2 separate regions of the Danio rerio genome follow, and region 2 is linked to region 1. A link is a contact called in public HiChIP or PLAC-seq data. All regions are on one chromosome and are shown on one strand. Each heading gives the region's core, a stretch centred on a gene start, on an enhancer-like site or on the middle of the called end of the contact. The rest is flanking DNA. Distances are from core to core; before and after follow the strand shown.

Region 1 (3,301 bases), core at 403-2,902:
ACCCCTTCTAACCATCATCCATATCCAATACAGCCACGCACTAATGCAGCGTTAATACGGCCAGGTCACCACACTCAGCGGGGGCACAATGAGCTACAGGACTACAGCCACCTGCTGGTTAAAAGTGTAGGTGAGCGCAACCCAAACGGCCAATGAGTCCAGGCCCGTTCACACCCTTCAGGTCCCATCACCCCCAAGACTCAGACTCCTTCTGTAATCATGCCCTTCCTGTCCTCTCTCTCACTGCCATCCAGTGTCTTTAAAGTCCCCCACCCAGTGGCTGAGCTCTAGGACCACCAAGAGTGAGAGAACGAGAGCATTAGCGGTTGATGGTGTTAAAGCCGCCGTCCTCCCCAGCCCGCGGGGTGACGCCACTTAGCACGTTAGCGCCCTGTCTAATCAAATGGAAGGATCGCTTGGGAATAAACGGATGGTTAGGTGATGGGAGGTGAAATACTTCATCATAATCCTGCGAAAGGCTACGTTGACTGTTTAGCGTAATCGCAGATTGTCTGTCTGTGTAATCTCACGCCCTGGAAGTGATCCGTTTCATTTTCACCTTCCGTTTGCACCTGTGAATGCTTCTTTTAAGCGTCCTGGGGCATTTTCAGACAAGCTCTAACTTCCTTGTGTCTGGTTGTCTGTTTGTATGTGTGTGTGTATGTAAGTTGCGCTAAAATGTGCTTGTCGGCCAGACCTGATGTGAACGCAAAGTGGCCGAGCGGCACTGGAGATTCTCGAGTGATCTTATCTGATGTCAAGTGACTGACTGCCCCTCCCTCCCTTAACCTGTTAAGTGTCAGGAAGCAATCAAGAAAACTGCCATCTGACTTTGTCTACAGACTTGTGTGCTGGAATATCAGATGTAAATGGGTGACTGAGTAGAGCGTTCGCCAAAAATCATGGAGGAATCAGCCCATGCTTTCTGGATTGAGCAGGGAAGCACTGTGGAAATGATTATATGTTACGTACAGGGACATATGTTGTTGGGTGGACCTATTTATTTTGTGGTTTATTTCCAAAACTAAAAAGTTTAGCCTTTTTTTTATCCCTTACACATGTTAGAATAAGAACAGAGCGTTTACAACACTTGCTTTTTCTTTAGCTCGGACTGGCTTGGTTTTCTCTGCAGTCCATTGAATCGAATGTGAGCTCGGTTGTCTGGGCTGAGTCGGGCCGCTGGGGAGCTGCATTCAGAGTGTCTTTCTGACACTGGGTCTCTTTGTGCGGCCCAGCCAGAGAAGACCATCCTCACAACAAATAGCCGTTAAGAGTCACGGCCTAGCCATCGGCCCTGCCCAGGAGAATGTCAATGAGGAGCCAGACAGATCGGACCCCTCTGGTTCCCCCTTCACTGCCAGCCTTCACAAGCCACACAGAATCAGACGAATACAATGTTACATTTAGATGGAGAGCAAAAAAAAAATCTAACCCACTAGGCTCCCAATGGCACAGTGCCCGCTTCATGCATTGTTCAGTTCCCTCTGGCTCTCTTTGGATTGCTGTTTGTTTGTTTCAGGGTTGTAAACCCCACGGGAAGCATGAAAGAAATGGTGTACTATTCAATTCATTCACCTCTCAGTGAACGACGTTATCTCCGCTTTCTTCCCGTGGGGCACTAGTAATTCACCTAGCATTACCTGAATGAGTCCACTAGAGGGCAGTAATGCACAATGAGATATTCGTCTCTGTTCAGTGGACCATTTTCACATTGAGATGATGCATTTCCACAGTAATTAAATTGTATTTAAGGTTATTTTATGTAATTTAAATATTATTTTTCCAAGTATTTGTCCAAGATTTCCAAGTATCCTAGCAAAAATATAACGCATTAAGCAGCACAACAGTTTAAGCATTGATGAAATATGTCTTAAGCACCAAATCAGTGTATTAAAATCATTTTCTGACCAACCATGATGCTAAAGAAAATGATCAAATGCAAGTTATTTTTTTTAAAAAAAAGTGATACTTTCCAGTATTGCTGTTTTTAATACTGTTAATTGTTTTGTTTGTTTGCTTGTTTGTTTTTTAAATAAATAATTCTTAAAATTCTTAAACTACAATACATAAAATTGTACTTTGGCATAATTCCTTACCTAAAAAGTGAACACTAATGCAGTAAGGTTTCAAATATCTTGAGTGATGATAAATTTGGCTTTTCCTTTAAGAAAGACTATTGAATTTTGGAAATTTCTTCCTTACTCTTTTGAAACAAATACAAAAATTACATTAGCTTTGCTCTCAGATGTATTCTCCAGACATCTGTCCTGCCAATGTTTTTATTCCAAACCCGAAAATGTGAAAATGGTCCATAAAAGGGTTTAACTTCAAATAGTTGACGGTCCTATAATCAACACTGCTTCAGCACTAAGTATATATTGGCCTAAAAACAGGCTGTGTTCCCGAACGAAAAGCCTGGTGTAGTGATGATGGAGAGAGAATTTAAGGGCACAGGATATGAGTGCATTCTTTTGACTGTGAATGGTTGAAAGTGAACTGCTGAAGCTAAATATTAAACCAATTAATCAGCTGTATAATTTGTAGGTTTTAAGTGCCAATGCATGACTGAGTTCAAAACCCAGTGTGTAATTATTTTAAACAATCAACATTATTGATGCTTGGGTTTTTTAATTGCCACCAATCTTACACAGACTGAGGCTTCACTGCTTGCTGGAAAGTTCTGACCATCCATGCATGCTCTCATCTTTCCCGTCTCCCTGGTTTTTCACTCTGTTGCACCATTAGACGAAACATGCGTGATTAAGTCTATGTTGGCCTGATAAGTCCTAGAGATGATCGTGAGAGACGTGCAGAAACACAGGCACCCACTTGCTTACTCACTGCCAGATTTTACAAAGCAATCGACCGAGATGTGGGCAGCCAAATCCCATATAAATAGAATAAACCATAAACAAGCAGCAAACGCAGGTGAAATGTATTGTGTAACCCTGTACGCAATTGCTAAACAGGGTTAATTCGCACAAGATTTTGAGGCAGTGAAATGGAGTTAATTTGCTGTGGAGCTCTATAAAATGTGTTCCCGGGAAAAGAAAGTAAATGAGGGTTGTTTCACTGTTTTCCTATGTCGTAATTCTCTCGAGCAAGAAATAGAGTCGGCCGTAAAAACTATGCTACGCTTTTGTTTGGACAGAAATATATCTAGCTATGTTTTAAAAAGCTCCCTACTCTCAATTTTCCAATTAAAATTCTGCCTGTGAACAGTGAGGACAGTGCGCTCGAGGCTTTCTTATTGTCTGGGCTGTTTTTTTTCTCCGCTTTGTCTCTTAAAGCTCTGATTTTT
Region 2 (3,778 bases), core at 545-3,044, 260 kb before region 1:
CCTGGAACGTAACAGCATTAAATTATGATAGCGCAAAATAGGAGCACCATATTTCTAAACAGTCTTTTATTATTTTTTTCCATATTATTATCATAGGTCAGTCATGGATAATAAAAACATGTAGCTACAAACATAAATCGTATGAACAATCACTATCCACTTCACTATTATGTACCAAGTGAAAAACAAATAATTAAATTATTCACTCAGTCTAATCTTCAAGAAGAGCCCCCAGTTAACTCTTCTGTCATGTTTTCTGGCTGACCTGACATCGCTTTGCTTCTGTCTCCCGCTATCTTGATCCATTCACCCCAGTTTTATCTTCTCAAGATCTTTTTTGATCAGGCTCATTATCAGATTTACATGTGGTTTAAAAAAAAAGCTAATATTCATGACTGCATTTTTACCATTTTTAAAATACAAATATTATTTAGGCAGGCCACTATGCCATTATTTATTTTCACTGCTCACTGCGCGCGAAACAACAATCATCAACCAATGAGAGTGACTGATAAAATAATTTCCAGAACGCAAAACACGAATATTTGACATTTTCCGCAACAGTGTATAGATTTTTCTAATATTGTATGGCCCTAGCTTATTGTATTTCCTTGCTGGGTCAATTAAATGATTAAATGTCCATGATATTTTAAAATAGTTTTACCAAAATTACATTGCTTCAGTTTGTTAATTCTCAAATTTATGCAGTGTCACAAAAAACAAATAGAAGAAAATTTGATTTCCCTACAATGCAAATAGGCGACATCGCAATCACATTTCATGTAAGTTTAACATAGATTTAAAAGTAACTAAACATTTTGACGTTGTTCATTAATTTTCCTTCAGCTCAGTCCCTTTATTCATCAGGAGTCGCCACAGCGAAATGAACCACCAACTATTCCAGCATATCCAGCATACATGTGTCGCCTGGACATTTTTCATCAATGTATTTTCATTCACTCAAGTTTAAATCCAGCTACTGCATAATTTAATGTACAAAAAGTACCTATTGTACAAAAAGTCACAGCCGTTAACCCACTTAGGTTTCGCTTTCTCACATTCTTAACGATTTCAATTCCGCCGATGCCGTTGTTTTATTCTACATCTTTAATGCATTCCACATCTTAAGCGATTGTTCAGCTAAGCCGCTTTAATCCTCAGCAAACACATAGCTAATTTATTACCAGCCATTCTTATGGTTGGGATGTGCAACTTTCCCCAACAACATGCATCAAGCTTGAGCAAGCCCCCTGCTGATTTTACTGCAGTATAATTTGTGTGATATTCTGAAATGTGATTGGAGGAAATTAAAAGAGGAGGAGGAAGGGAAATGCAGAGCGTGTTCCAGGTTTCTTGAATAGGTGCCCTGTTCAAGAGTGCCTTTTCCCCCAACAGCCGCACTTCACCCCTCAGAGCAAGTGTTGAGGCTGCTGTGCCGAGGGAACAGGTGCTGCGGGCACAGGGGGCACACGCGCGCACACACACATGCACGCTTACAGTTGCCCTTGGGGTTTTGTGTCACCTGCGACTGCTTAACCCGCCCCACAGATCCTTTTTGAGGGCTGTCTGTGGCCAGAGGGGCACTGTTCCCCTTGCACTCCCCAGCACAGGGCCTCCTTACTCCCTTGTCATTTCTGTCCTCTTTATTGGTCTTTTACTGTCATCCGGTTTCCTTCCCTTTTCTTTCTTTTCCTTTTGTCAGCTCTCGATTTCTCCATATCTCAAACCGTCCCTTCAGTCGTCCCGCCCTTTTTGGCCCGGCGCTCGCTCTTTCTTTCTCTCCCTGCGTCTTTCTGTCTCTCCCTCACTCTTGTCTTGATGTCAGACCCTTCCAGACAGAGTGCTTTCTCTCAGTGTGCTGTCAGGCTAAAGGACACTGCCCACTGGGACTCTGAAAGGAACAAATTGACCGGAACAATGTTCTCACTTAGCATGTAGAGCTCGCCGAAAGAGAAGGTGAGGAGCACGCTGGGCCCACAAGTGGAGATGCCCACCCAGCCTGGTCTTGCAATTCTCTGTTGTCCCCTACTTGTCTGTTGAAGTTTAGTGTTGGAGTCGCAGTTAGGGAGAAATAATGGCATTAACCAGTGACCTCTAAAAACCTCATTTCCCATGATCCTCCTGCCCCCGGAGTGTTAACCTCTCTGCTGACCTGCCATAAGGTGGTGCTGGAGGTCACGGCTCCTCCTATTAAAATGTAATAGAGCTTCTCTTCTATTCCCCCTCAGCTATCACCACTTCTCCCTGCAGTTTAATAATCACCCCATCTGAGATTTCTGAGCTGCCACATCTTTCATGTGGAGCCAAATGTGTGAATGCAGAATTGATTGGCAAAAAAGCTCATAATTAGGTGAAAGTGAGAATTGTTTTGTGTTACTTTTCAGGGTGTTTGCTTTTCTTCCTTATTTCTTTGTTTTCCTTTTTGTTCTTCTTTATTCTTTTCTTCTTATTCTCCATTTGGTATTTTTCCTCTTCCTCTTTAATTTTCTTTTCCTATTTCCAATTTTTCAATTTCTTAAATTTTACGTTGTCATTTTTATGGTATTTTCTGCCTTTTCATTTCATTTACTCTCTATCTTTTGTTTTCATTCGTATTTGTTTTTCTTTTCCTTGTCTTTGCTTACCTTTCACATTTTTTGCTTTCTTTCATTTTACTTGTACCTCATTTTCATTTCTCCTTTCATTTCCACTAATTTCCTTTGGTTTCTGCCTCTATTTCTTTTCTCTACATTTTCTTATATATTGTCTTTTTTATAATAATAAAAAAGTTTTTTGTTTTTATTTCCTTTTCCTTCATTTCTTCTTTTAAAATATATTTTACTTTACATGCTTTCAGCTTCATTCATTCATTCATTCATTTTCCTTCGGCTTAGTCCTTTTATACATCAGGGTCACCACAGTGGAATGAACCGCCAACTTATTTAGCAAATGTTTACACAGCGGACGCCCTTTCAGCCACAACCCAACACTGGGAAACACCCATACACTCTCTCATTCACACACATCCCCTATGACCAATTTAGATTTTTCAATTAAACTGTAGCGCGTTTCTTTGGACTGTGGTGGAAACCGGAGCACCCGGAGAAAACTCTTGTGAACACGGGGAGAACATGCAAAACTCTACACAGAAAATCCAACTGACCCAGTCTGGTCTCGAACCAGTAACCTTCTTGCTCTGAGGTATTCATGCTACCCACTACGCCACCATGACTCCCCTTCTCTTCACTTTAGATTTAGCTTTTTTTTATTCCCCTAATCCTTTAAAGTTTATGTTTTGCTAAGTTTTCCTTTATCAATTTTCTTTTACTGCTTCTTCCATTTACTTCTCACTTTACGTTTTTGTTTTAATTTCCTCCTCCTTCCTTTCTCTTTTTAAAATGTATTTTACTTTGCAGCTTTATTCGGTTATTCATTTATTCATTTTCCTTCGGCTTCGTCCTTTTATTCATCAAGGGTCGCCACAGCAGAATGAACTGCCAACTTATCCGGCAAATGTTTTACACAGCAGATGGCCTTCCAGCTGCAACCCAGTACTGGGAAACACCAATACACGAATACACCGCGGCCAATTTAATTATTTAGTTGACCTATAGTGCATGTCTTTTGAACTGTGGGGGAAACCAGAGAACCTGGAGGAAACCCACACAAACACGGGGAGAGCATGCAAACTCCTCACAGAAATGCCAACTAACCCAGCCGAGACCCGAACCAGCGACCTTCTTTCTGTGAGGTGACAATGCTAACCACTATGCCACCGGATCACCCTTTCAGCTTCATT

What was found. HiChIP or PLAC-seq counts read pairs in DNA pulled down with a chosen protein or histone mark.
Region 2: an H3K4me3 HiChIP or PLAC-seq map of embryo shows a contact between it and region 1, with 3 times the contacts expected there. The contact joins two enhancer-like sites. A contact is called at or near these places in 4 of 18 Hi-C or Micro-C datasets (caudal fin, embryo, fibroblasts and 1 more) and 2 of 4 datasets of contacts at active chromatin or transcription factors (caudal fin and embryo).

What each region holds. Positions count from the first base shown.
Region 1 is chr8:20,801,517-20,804,817 of GRCz12tu, reverse strand. sema6bb (sema domain, transmembrane domain (TM), and cytoplasmic domain, (semaphorin) 6Bb) reads left to right here. Exons shown (of 19, transcript XM_073910233.1): 19 at 1-3,301. The coding sequence ends at 156. Among named protein-coding and RNA genes, the nearest start is that of rorca, 41 kb to the right of the region's middle. Within about 2 kb of position 1,652, at least 5 of the 62 cell types and tissues checked have an H3K27ac peak or open chromatin away from gene starts, as enhancers often do.
Region 2 is chr8:21,057,992-21,061,769 of GRCz12tu, reverse strand. The region is part of intron 3 of sema6bb (sema domain, transmembrane domain (TM), and cytoplasmic domain, (semaphorin) 6Bb); the gene reads left to right. Among named protein-coding and RNA genes, the nearest start is that of si:ch73-272h24.1, 26 kb to the left of the region's middle. Within about 2 kb of position 1,794, at least 13 of the 62 cell types and tissues checked have an H3K27ac peak or open chromatin away from gene starts, as enhancers often do.